Regions from separate parts of the Pan troglodytes genome. Here region 2 is linked to region 1. A link is a contact called in public capture Hi-C data. All regions are on one chromosome and are shown on one strand. The core of a region is the stretch at or near the end of the contact, and the rest is flanking DNA. Distances in the headings are between cores, read along the strand shown. Region 1 has its middle 83 kb from the start of SPMIP3. Region 2 overlaps SDCCAG8 (SHH signaling and ciliogenesis regulator SDCCAG8).

Evidence for each region. Capture Hi-C pulls out chosen DNA fragments and counts their contacts.
Region 2: a capture Hi-C map of stem cell-derived neural stem cells shows a contact between it and region 1, with 13 times the contacts expected there. The contact joins two enhancer-like sites. A contact is called at or near these places in 2 of 7 Hi-C or Micro-C datasets (induced pluripotent stem cells and stem cell-derived neural progenitor cells) and 1 of 1 other capture datasets (stem cell-derived neural stem cells).

The regions. Positions count from the first base shown.
Region 1 is chr1:4,882,349-4,888,628 of NHGRI_mPanTro3-v2.0_pri, reverse strand. No RefSeq gene overlaps it. Among named protein-coding and RNA genes, the nearest start is that of SPMIP3, 83 kb to the right of the region's middle. Within about 2 kb of position 3,533, at least 8 of the 24 cell types and tissues checked have an H3K27ac peak or open chromatin away from gene starts, as enhancers often do. A contact at or near this core is called in stem cell-derived neural stem cells, where this site is marked.
Region 2 is chr1:5,691,060-5,697,339 of NHGRI_mPanTro3-v2.0_pri, reverse strand. The region is part of intron 15 of SDCCAG8 (SHH signaling and ciliogenesis regulator SDCCAG8); the gene reads left to right. Among named protein-coding and RNA genes, the nearest start is that of MIR4677, 130 kb to the left of the region's middle. Within about 2 kb of position 3,294, at least 7 of the 24 cell types and tissues checked have an H3K27ac peak or open chromatin away from gene starts, as enhancers often do. A contact at or near this core is called in stem cell-derived neural stem cells, where this site is marked.

The DNA.
Region 1 (6,280 bases), core at 2,284-4,783:
CCTCCATCACCTCCCCTGAAATCCTCACACCCTGCGTCTTCCCTGGATCTTGGCAGAACCCAAATTCCTATCCTGTTTGAAATTCTTTCTGCTATTTCAGATTTCTCTTTGGGGATGAATTGAGGTCTGCCTCCAAAAACGAGAAGTCCAGGTACGGGAAAAAAGTCTCTAGAATTTGCCACACACTGGGCGGCCTCTGGATCTGTGGGAAGCTCAGTTCTTCTTACATTTTTATCTCAAATGATTTCACTACCCTTCCAGCCTCGCAGGGAGAACCCGTGGCGTGTCGCCGGCTGCTGTCTCTTCCTCTACCTGGAAGGGGCATCGGGGGTTGCCCGGTTCAGCCCCAGAAGGAAAGTGAAACTGACAGGAGAGAAACAGCCTCTCCAAAGTCACATGGACACGAGCCATCATTCCCAACCAACCAAAGGACAGGGCGTCGGCCCGAAGACCCTGTGTTCATCCCAGAACGGCTACATTGGACATGAATTTTGAGAGTCAGTCTCTGAGGTTCTAGATGGTGCTTTTGTTTCCATCAGTGACTTTCCTGTCCCCACCCAGAGTGGAAAACAGGGATTCTATGAAGAAGTAGGAGCTCTCTCCCCAGGCCCCACACACAGCCTGGCAACCCTGCCTCCCATGGGCACCGCTACTCCTGCCCCAGCACTGACTGGGCATGGGAGTACTCCTAAACCACCACCACCACCTCTCCTAATGTCATGGGCAAGAAGGGGGGAATTCCTGCACCTAATAACTCAAATCTGGTAGCCAAGCTGATTTGGGACAGGGATAGACAGTTATTGTTAAAGAGAATATTAGATTAAAGTGTACAATTAAAAGATCTTGTCAGCCATGTGCGGTGGCTCACGCCTGTAATCCCAACACTTTGGGAGGTTGAGGTGGGTGGATCACTTGAGGTTAGGAGTTTGAGACCAGCCTGGCCAACATGGTGAAACCCTGTCTCTACTAAAAGTACAGAAATTTAGCAGGGCGTGGTGGTGCACACCTGTAATCCCAGCTACTCAGGAGGGTGAGGCAGGAGAATTGCCTGAACCCTGGAGGCAGGGTTGCAGTGAGCCGAGATCACACCACTGCACTCCAGCCTGGGTGACAGGGCAAGACTCCATCAAAAAAAATAATAATAATACTAATCATCCCTTCAAGCACTTACTTTAACATTCAACAAACATCAGGCTCCTAGCGAGTGTATGGGAATTAAGTGTGGACAGATTATTAGTATGCCATCCTTGCCTCTCGAACAGGTGATGACTTGTAAGAATGAACTGTTCAGTGTGGGGCAGGGGACGGAGCATGCATTAGAGTCAGACAGAACTAGATAGAGTTCTAGACAGAGCTCTGCTGCTTCCTAGAATAAGACTTGAGCACATTATCTAATCTCTCAGTATTTATCTATAAAGTTGGCATAATAATGAAAATCTCCCCCAGATCTTGCAAGGATTCAGTGACGTAGTACCGTGCTTGGCATAGCATAGTGTTGGGTACATATTAGACAGTTAAGATTCCAGCCTCCAATCCTCCTCCTTCAGTTTCTTCATCTCTAAAGTTTGCTATTGTGTTGGCTTTACCTACCTATAGCTATGAACTGAATGTATGTATGTCCCCAAAATTCATATGTTGAAGCCTTACTCTCCAATGTGACAGTATTTGGAGGTGGGGCCTTTGGGGGATGATCAGGTCATAAGGGTGGGGCCCTGATGAATGGAATTAGTGCCCTTATGAGAACAGACACAAGAGCACTCTCTCACTCTCTCTGCCACATGAAGATACAGTGAGAAAAAGCCACCTGCCAACCAGGAAGGGGACCCTCGCCAGACTCTGGATCGGCCTGCTCCTTGATCTTAGACTTCCCAGCCTCCCACCTTCAGAACTCAGGAATAAAGTGTTGTTGCTCAAACCACCCAGCCTGTTAAGAAGCCCAAGCCAAGACACTATCTCACAAACCCAGACTTCCTGACACATAAACCCAAGAGCACCACACAGATACATTTCCTCATAAGGACTGTCAAATCTCTGATTGAAAAAATTAAGAATTCTATTTAAGGTGGGTGGATAGACTGGGAATGTGAAAGGACTCTACAAAAATGAATGATACAACTTTGCTTAGATCTGGAATATGCTGGAAAATACTAAGTCACAGACCAAGTCCTCCTTTGCAATGTCAGCAAACTTTGACCCAAGGGCCGAATTTGTTTCCCCTCCTGCCTATTTTTCTCTTACACTGGAACACAGCCATGCTCATTCATGTACGTATTCTCTACAGCTGCTTGTACGCTAAAACCCCAAAAGTGAATAGTTGTGACCGAGCCTGTATGGCCTGCAAAGCCTAAAGTATTGACTATCTGGCCCTTTCCAGAAAAGTTTTCAACCCCTGATCTATTGAATACATTTGAGTCTTCTATCGTAAGTGTCCATAAATCTGAGGCCGAATGCTGGAAATTGAACTATTTAGCTCTAGAGCCAGTTAAGGTTTACAAGGCCCAGTGGTTGGAAATTGAGACCAAATGAATCTGAAGGTGAGAACCAAGAGGTTTCCGCCTCATTACTGTGTAGTTCTGAAGCGAACTGTAGATCAAAAGAAGGCTTGAAAAGAAAAAAGCAACAAAATAAAAATGAGTTTTTTAAATGCAAGGCAGCAAAATGGAATTGAAACAGGACTAACCTGAGAGTTAGCCAGCTGTGCCGTAGTGCCTGGTCTGCCACCAATGAGGTGTGCGATGGGGGCAATTGCTTCACTTCCCAGGGGCTGTTACATGATTTGTAAAATGAAAGGCTCACTCATTCACCAAACATTTCTTGAACTCCTCCTAGGGGGAACTTGCTGTCTTAGACACGGACGTCTGGACCCGCTAATCTCTAAGATGCCTTTCCAGCTTTAGAGCTCAATTTAAAGTGTTGGGTGATACCGGAGCTTTGTGGAGTGGCGATGCGAGGTGCCTGGAGTTAACATTCACACAGTGCTTTTGGTTCTGCGGCATTTTAATGATATTCACCATGGTAGTAATTTATCGCCATCTCTTCTTTCCAAATAGATAGCATATTAGTGTAAGTCCAGTCCATCAAGCAAGCTTCTTCCATCTGCGAGGGAGGAGGCAGCCCCCGGACAGCTGTGGTTGGGACCTTCACCTTGAATTATGTAACAGTAGCAGGGGATGGGCAGATTGGCCTTCTGAATTATGCTTCCTTAGACTGGCATTTACATGAGTTTGCAGACCCTAAACACTCACCAGCAGACACAGTGAGGATGGCTTTATCCCTGGAGTAATTAATCCATGTAGCAAAGGGATCTCCAAGGTGCTGCCAACAGTCTTGGGATAATTGAGACCTTACAGCAAATAAATCCCCCAGAATCAGGACCGCTTTCACCATCCCAAAGCCCCAAAGTGAGAACCACCTTCCAAAAACTCAGAATCCAAAGCCTGTTAATCCCCTTTTGTGGCAAGCCCATCCTCCTGGCCTGCCTGCCCTGCTCTCCTCCCCCATAATACCCATTCAGGGCAGTGACCCCAGTTGGCAACCCAGAGCCGCGTGGGCTGTGGTCAAACGACACCCAGATGAAAACTGCAGCTGATGGCCTGGCCTTTCGGGTCAGTAGCTGCTGTGCACAGCTCTCTCCCTGCCTCCTGAAGTTCAAATGCCAGCCTGATTTCTATCTGGAAGCATCCCAGCCCAAACATGGAACAAAAGTTCCCTCTGACAAGCCCATTTGGGTTCCAAAGTATGTTTTTATGTTTGTTGGCAAATAGAACTGTCACCAGCAACAATAACAACACTGTTTTCCCTCCACTGAAGCTACTTCATTTCTTCACATTTGTTCCAGGGCTGGAACTGGACAGATGAATAATGTAGGCTAGGCGGCTGGCCCAAGTCCTGACCTCGTGCCTCCAAAAGCAAACACAGAGGTGAAAATGGAGACTTGTTTGTTTGAACTCTCACTGCCTAATTTAAAAAAGAAAAGGCAAAAAGAAAAACAAACCTCCCACCATCCTATTTCATCAATGTAGACACTGATGGGTTTTGTTTTGTTTTGTTTTGTTTTTCTTTTCTTTTCTTTTCTTTTTTTTTTTTTTCCATGTCTTACTTTTTGAAACATGGAACTACAGCCCTCTGCTGGTGCAAGGTATGAAGCCAATTTCTCAATCATCGAGGCTACCCTGCCATCTTGTGGCCATGTGAGGGATGCACACGTGTAGATCAATTTCTCAGCATCATAAAACACAGTCTAGGTAAGACGTTGGAAGGGTTCTTCAAAATATTTACATGGACTTTCATTTAAGACATTTCTTGTATCGTTTGGGGAAAACATCAATGGGATTTGGAGTCAGAATGTTGGTTCCCGCGTTTAAGCTCTGTCAGTGATTTGTGACATCATCCCTGAGCAAATAATTTCATTTTTAGGAACCTGTTTTCTCATCTGTAAAATGGAGGTCATAATAAATGTTTGATTCTTGGAGTTTTGTAGTGTTTACATAAGATCATGCATATGAAGAGTGCCTTGTCCACTTTAAAATCATATGCACATGAATATATTAAAAATCCCTAGAGAAGTAGATTCTATCATCATACTTGGTAAAACTTTAGAAACTTGAAATCGGTTTCAATGACTAACCTTACTATAGTCTAAAGCCCTGGCCTCAGAATAAAGAGAAGGACTTTACACTGTCTCATGCTTTCCTAAAGATACATATTGCCAAGTCCTCTCCGTTTTCATTTTTCTGATTTAAGTCAAGTCAGTTTCTTCGGCCTTGCTTCACGGGGCCAGCCAATGAATAATGAGGAGTGTAGATGCGTCTTGGGAGGTGAAATAAGTTTGCTTACATGGAATCGCAAAGTGCTCATTAGTGTGGGGGCTTAGGTATTTGGCTCCCTCGTCTTTTGGAAAAAGCCCAAACCAGACACAGCAGCTAAAGGAGCCCTCATAGGATGTCTGTGCTGCACGATGCTGACGCAAGATGACTCATCACACACTAGCTGGGTTTGGCCACTGCTTCTGTGCAGCTGTTTGCAGAAAGCCAAAAATTTCTGGTGCCAAGCTGGGGGCTTGGTGAACAAACCCAAATGTTACTGTCCTCATCTCCTGCTGAATTTCAGTCCTGCTCGGGCCATGGCCCAACCAGTGTAAAGTCTACTGATGAAAGTCCAAGTCACTGTCCTCTGTGCCCGCTTGTTACTGTGTCCTTGGGTTACTGAATTTATCATTCATCTCACTGATGCATAAGGTAGGCTTAGGGTACATTTGGCAGCAGGATCAATAGTTTTGCAAAGAGAAAATAGATGCCAGCCAAAGGAACATCGAATCCTTGGGCGAATGATGAGGACGGATGACTCATGTCCAGGCCATCTTCCCTCCGGGCTGGGCTCCACTGTCTCCATACTCACCTTCTGTCTCCAAGTTTGGTTCACTAGGCCCATCCTCAGGAAGCCTCCCTTAGGATCCAGGATGAGTCACCAGCACCCCAAGTGTGCTCACTGGTGAGGATTATAGGAGGGGGAGGTAGGCTGTGTCTACAGGAGATCCTGGGGCACATATGGGGGATGGAGGTGAAAGGTTATCCCTCTGCCCTACAGAATGAGGGTCCCCCTTCAATCCCCTAGAGGTGACATGCCAGAACGCCTGAATCAGAGAAGGCACTCATTCCTCCCACCTAACTCTTTTTATTTTTTTTAATACTGAATCTTGCTCTGTCACTCAGGCTGGAGGGCAGTGGTGGGCTCCCAGATCACTGCAACCTCCGCCTCTCAGGTTCAAGTGATTCTCCTGCCTCAGCCTCCCGAGTAGCTGGGATTATAAGTGCACAACACCATGCCCAGCTAACTTTTGTATTTTTGGTAGAGATGGGGTTTCATCATGTTGGCCAGGCTGGTCTCAAACTCCTGACCTCAAGCAATCCACCTGTCTTGGCCTCCCAAAGTGCTGGGATTACAGGCGTGAGCCATTGCACCCTGCCTCTTCCACCAAACTCTTACGGGGCTATCCCAGAATCTTCCAGAGACACCACCCTGTGGATGCAACCTGGGGCTTTTCTCCTCCACAGGCCATGTCTCAAAATAGGAGTTTCTTCCTCTCTTCCACACTGGGAGAGAGATAGCAGTCAGGGAGAGATAGCAGTCAGGGAGAGATAGCAGTCAGGGAGAGATAGCAGTCAGGGAGAGATAGCAGTCAGGGAGAGATAGCAGTCAGGGAGAGATAGCAGTCAGGGAGAGATAGCAGTCAGGGAGAGATAGCAGTGAGGGAGAGATAGCAGTCAGGGAGAGAGAGCAG
Region 2 (6,280 bases), core at 2,045-4,544, 810 kb before region 1:
CCCCCAGTATTATGTATTCTTCATTTAATGTTCTTCGAACTCTGAGACTTGACTCGGAACTTTTCAACTTATTACGCTCGTGGGTTCTGTCTGCCTCTGTGTCTGCCTGAACTCTACTCTGTCCCTGATCTGGTAATTAATAATGCCCCAGTCCTCTTCTGTGTCCTCTCCCTCGGCCCTCCACGGGGGTCCAGGCTCAGCAGGCCAGCTTTTCGTGCCTCTTGACAAAGGCCTTTTTGGAGGAGGCTGCCCTGCTATTAGGGGTTGGGGGGTGGAGGGAGGATGATGTATCCACCCATCAGAATTCCCAGAAGCCTCAGGAGATGGAAAATCTTTCATTTCTTAATGAGTTAACTGGGAGTTTTACGTCGTCCTAGGTGTTAAGCACATGAGAAATATGTAGCATCACTATTTTGGACCTCATGTGTGGCATTAAAAAAAAATTATTCTAATTTCATACTAGTGAAAGCATTGGACTATTAGGTCACAGGTGCCATTTACTCAGCAATTTGAGACCTCAGGATTCTACTCTCTAATACATAATTTAAATACTGTATGAATATACTGTAAATTGGAGAACTGAAACACTGTGAGGCTGGCAATACATGGGCAGTATTTCAACTGTGGTCAGGTTCTCAGGCCATTCTTATTTTGGGAGGCTGGAGGCGGGAGAAGCAGTGAGACCTCACAACTAGAACAGATCTGGTGAGTTTCTTCTCATAGGAAGGCTCTTTGGACATTTCAGCTGCCTTTTAGGGCAAACAGATCTTGTTTTGTTGATGTTTCGGGGTCATGGCACACGCAGTGCAGTGTCTTTAGCTGCTGAAATAGTTAGGTCTGCCTCCTCTCTGGGGTAGATAACAAAGCCTGAGGCTCCAGGTGTGTCATACATTGTGCTTAATGGAAGATAAAACGGCTAGTTGATTCAGTCAAAGAACCTGTCCATTTATCTGACTAAATCATCAAACCAGTTTGAATTAAGTCATCAGCTTGAGTCCCTGAGAGTAGCTGGTCAGTACCTGGTGGGCATTTTTGTTTGTTTGTCTGTTTCTACGTCCAGGGCTGGAGAAAGAGGTCAGTACCTGGTTTGTGCTGCACACCATGGGGGCAGAGTGCCCTTCCTCCTTTCTCACAGGCAATGACCCCAAAAATGGAAGCAAGTAAGAAATGCAGCATCCAGGTTAAAAATGAATTCACTTATGGTCAGCTGTGTCCAGGCTGAAAATGAGTCACCTATGGTCAACTGTGGGAAATAGGAAGCTGTCATGCCTACTGCAGCTTCCCTCAAAGGCACTTCGAGCAATGAAAATACATTCTAATTTATTTGCTGTGGAACAATGCAAAGGCTTCCTCAAAAAAAGAAATGAAACCTGGAGAATGTGTGACTGAACTCCAGCAGGAGAACAGGACACAAGTCTAGAAATCTCAAGTGTCTTCAAACTGTTATTATTTTTATGGACTTGTGACTCCAGCAAACAACTTTTACTATCTTAAACAAGGTCATCTGAAAATCACTTGAAGATTGTTACCAAATTCCTTCATAAATATTTTCTACAAACATAAATGTCAACCAGAAGTTTCAGATAAAGTACTATTTCTCCTGTGTCAATTCTTTGTATTTAAAATTTATCTCATATACCTAGGTTTTAAAACACGTTTTTAAATTTTCAGAGCTCATTTCATGCTGAACATGTTAAGTGCTAGGATATTCTTACTTTGTCTTCCGAGTTTAGGATCTCTGCGGGGGTGTTGGGGGTGTGTCTGTAGAAAGCATAATTTTGATTGTTATCCACCAATTGGAAGAAATCCCTACTTTAATCTCTTTTACCTTCCAAGTGTACATGGTCCCAAATTTGTCAGTCTTCGAATTTCTTGAAACAATGCAATTAAACTGCAACATATTTCCTAACATTCTTAATTAAGACAGTGACTGAAAAATGTAGATTAACAGAAGTTACTGTTTTTATCAACATATTTTCTCTCTCTTTCCCGCCACCATCACATCCCCCTCCCCCTCCCCCTTCTTGCTTTAAATGTCTGATGTCAGTTTCATCCACATGTACATTATGCACATGGCACTGAAGAAACAAAGTAAAAAATTCTCTTTTAATTCTGAGCTGCATGCCCAGCGCCACATGCACTGTCTGTTACATGTCGCTTCTTATGAGGTTCATGCTGGGAAGTTTCTTTTTAAAGGCGAAGTGTTTCTGAAGGAAAGAGTTCAGGTTGGGCAGATTGTGTTAGAAAAATCTCACTGTCTCCGAGTGGAATTAATATACTGATTATTCTGTGCAGGCTCAAACTGGCAGCGTGTGCAAAAGTTCAAGAGTGTCTGGGAATTGAAATATGGAGGAGAAAGCGGGAGAGTGAGCAGAGACAAAGAATTGGAAGTAGGGCTCAGAAGTGAAACTAAACGGTAACTTTGTAAAGAGGGGAAGGGAATTCAAGTCTGAACAACTGTCATGAAGCAGTACTTACTGAAAATATTTTTATGGAATCAGGAAGCTCCATTTTCCATGGCACTTTTTAGGAGGGGTCTTACAAATGAGTTTGGTTATTGGAGGAGAGTTGACGGGGGGAGAAGTACTTCTTTGAGTTCTCAAGATCCTTGCCAGTTTCAATTAAGTCACATGAGAAGCTTAATCACTAACATAGACATGTAAACGGGTTGCAGTATTTCTTTGGCCTATTAGCCAAGATTTTTTTTTCCTGTTTATTAAAATTTGAGTCCTTCATGATCACTGACAAACAATGATTCATTGATTTACAAATAAGGAATTAAAAGGTAAGAAAAGCAAATGCAATCACGCAGCACCTTTCCCATCGCGGGGAAATCAACCTTTTTACTCATTGCCTCTCAGGGGAAAGAACTTGGGACGTGAGCATGGAGTTAATGAAGCTTTCACCCATCTCCTCCTCTCAACGGTCATCCCGGTTTAATCCTCTCCTTCTGCCAAAGTCCAGAGGCCCTGCGAGCCCCCGTGGAGTCGCCTGAGCCAGATGCTCCGCACCCAGCCTCCCCAAGCCCCGGCCGGCTGCCCTCCAGGTGCGGGCTCCAGGCCCTCTCGCGCGGCTTCGGGGCTCGGCCGAGCCCGGGCCTAGTATCCAGAGTCGAAGCAGCCGCCGGGAGGTCTGGGTGGGCAGGGAGGCCGAGAGGACGGTGCACCGCCCGGCAGCGCTGAGACCTGGCCGCCTAGGCCACCCTGCCCGGCGAGGGAGAGGGGTGTCTCCTGCCTGGAGCGCTCCGCGGTGGCCCGAGAGCAGGTGCTGGCGTGCGGGAGGCGCACGTGGAGCCCTGCGGTCTGTTCCACCTGCAGAGGCACAATTGCGCAGCGTGGGGTGGAAGGCAGGCTGGGAGCTCCCGGGACGCGGCGTGGCAGCGGAGGGCTCGGCTAGATGCGCTCCTCCTCGGACTGGTTGAGTAAGGGAGGAGGCTCGTCCTGAACGTGCACAGCCGTTCCTAACTCCGTCAACGGAATTTCACTCAACTCCGAGACTGAAGCATTTTATTGGCAGCATTTAGAATCGGGGGAAAATCTACCTTCTGTTTAGCAGTTGCTCTTTTCTGAAGCAGAAAATTATCTCTAGGGATGACTTAGTAATAGGGTACCCCATTGCCATGTGGGTCAGGGATTGGGGGAATGTCCGGATCCTGCCAATGCACCTCTGTAAAAGGTGGCATTCAGCCTGGGAGGAGAGGAGCTGGCAGGGCAGGCCGCCCCCAGACACGCACAGGCCCAAGCTCTGTCCTGCAGCCCCTCCTGGACACGCACAGGCCCTGAGCCCTGTCCTACAGCTCCTCTCCTGTTGTCATTTGCTATCAGGGCAGTTCTACCGCCGCCACTAAGCTTTGCTTCTCCCAACACAACCAAGAGACGGGCATATAGCAGTGAATACTGTCCGGATGGTTTAGCATGTCTGGGGCGGGGGTCTTTCTATTGCCTGCAGGGGTTTCCGAGTCTACCCAGCAGGTGCTCACCAGGAGTGGGGGCTGTGACTGGGACCCATGGCCTGTGGTGTGAGGGGTGAGGGGCCACTGTGTACTGTAACCGGGAGCAGCCTGGAAGAAGGCCCCTGCTCCCCCTTCCCTCCGGCGCCTCTTACTCAGGAAATCTTAATGTGGGAAGGATGTGTATGGGGCTCCATAAGCAACACTGACCCAGTCCTGGGGAGAGACAAACCCCTCGTCCGCTCTCAGATCATCCTCAGAGATCCTCTGGGGCCTCTGAGTTGAATTCCAGGCTCTCCCCTGCTTTCGCGAGGACCCAAGGCTTATGCACACAGAGGGTTTCTGGTTGGAACACCTAAAGGTTGATTGATGACAGAGAGATGGTGCTAAACTGGCATATTCCAAAGCAATCTTGGTATTTGTTCTTTGTCACCTTCCTCAAGGCTCAAGGTGCTTTTTGGGCTAAAATTGGGCATTCTGTGAACGTGTGCTACTTTTGAAAAATAGAGGAAGGGGTGTTGGAAGCCTAGACTGGTTCTCTTGCCACTCCTCAAAAAGCAAAATTTTGCAGCCCAAATATTAAAAATTGACTCCGCATATTCCTTCTCCCCCACAGTGGCACACAACTGGGCAGGCTCCATCTCGTCTGCTGCTGGAACCCACTAGAAACCAAATGAGCCCTCCAGCAGGCCTAATCACTCTGATCTGTCATGGACCTTCTAGCTGGAAGAGTTATGCCATCATATTATCCCAACACTCATCAGTGTGTGGAGGACCCCCTTTTACTAAATGATTTATTGCTCTTTGCAGAATTCCTTTGGCTGCAGATTTTATTTCTGAGTCACTCTGTTCAGCTCAATTGGTCGCCTTCAGTTACCGTGGCAACCAGCAGATGGGGTTCTTTGACAAGGGTCAGCGGGGAGGCTGCCTTGGTTTAGACAGAAGAGGAGCTAAATAAAAAGCTTTCAGCATTGACAGTTCTGTAGTGGATGGCCAGGGGTTGTTATCAAATTACTTGCATTAAAACCTAATTAAGAGGTGTGCCAATAAGTGGGCTGCAGTGATTGAATCGGGTTACTTAGCTGCCGTGGGCCCAATCCTATGCCATCACACCTCTGTGGCTCGTTTGGCTATCCCAAGAATGGTCAAATATGAAGGAAATTGAGGAAGACCTCACCACAGTGTGGAACGTGACATACTCTGGGACCACACCAGGAGGGTTTTAGTCTCTGGGAGCACCAGAAACTTCCTGAAAACACAGCAGTGTGCCCCCCAAACCCAAGATGGCAACTGAACAGGGCCTCCATGCGTCTGATAGTTCCATGTCTTCCGTTAAGACTATTGGTAATTTAGTTGCAAATAGCATTCAACAAAATAAAACTGGCTTGTAATCACTCTGGGTTAAAGAAGTCTAAATAGAGACATGCCAACTAAGTATGAAGGATCTTTTCTGGAGTGGGAAGAAAGGAACATTATTGGGCCAGTCAACAAGATTAGAATCCAATTCAGTAGGTTAGATGAAGCTATTAGATCAATATGAAATTGACTGTAGTTGGTAATATACTGTGGTTCTGTAAGAGAATGCCTTTATCCTTAGGAAATACACACTGTAGCATATAAGATAAAAGGGCAATGGTGCATGCAGCTTACTGTCAACTGGTTCTGTACACACACACACACACACACACAAACACACACACACACACACACACGGAGAGAAAGGCAGGAGAGCGTAATCAATCAGATGGGGCAAAATTATTACAGTAGGTGAATTTGAATAAAGGGTATGTTGGTATTCTCTGTAATATTCTTGCAACTTTTTATCAGTTTGACATTATTTCCAAATAAACCCATTTTTAAGGACGGCTTTAGGGTGAGGTAGGGTACAGTGTGCGTGGCAGTGTGGGTTTTCCTGCTGGTGCTTCTGTATGGCCTTGAGCCACATGCAGCATAGATACTACTCTGCAAAGATTCTGATTTTCAACAATTTCTATTCCTCTGTCCCATTTCCTTTGCACAGTGGGGCTATCCTCACCATTACTCTGTTCTTGCTTGAGACAAAGCTGATTAAGGTAACTCTTGCTTCAGGCAGACGGTCTTCTAGGTTCTTCAAAGTCTGAGATTCATAACGTGTCAACTCCTGTTTCATGGTGTCAGGATCCTTTATTCATGCCCAGTCTTCCAAAGGTATTACAAACTCAGCCTTTGTTCGATAGCACTTGTATTTTAAGAAGGTTACAAGGTAGTGATACAACAGATCTAATTGCCCTAAGATGAAGCTGTGCCTCCTTTTTGGTAGAAGCACTGTTTGAAGAAGTTGGTCTTTGAAGA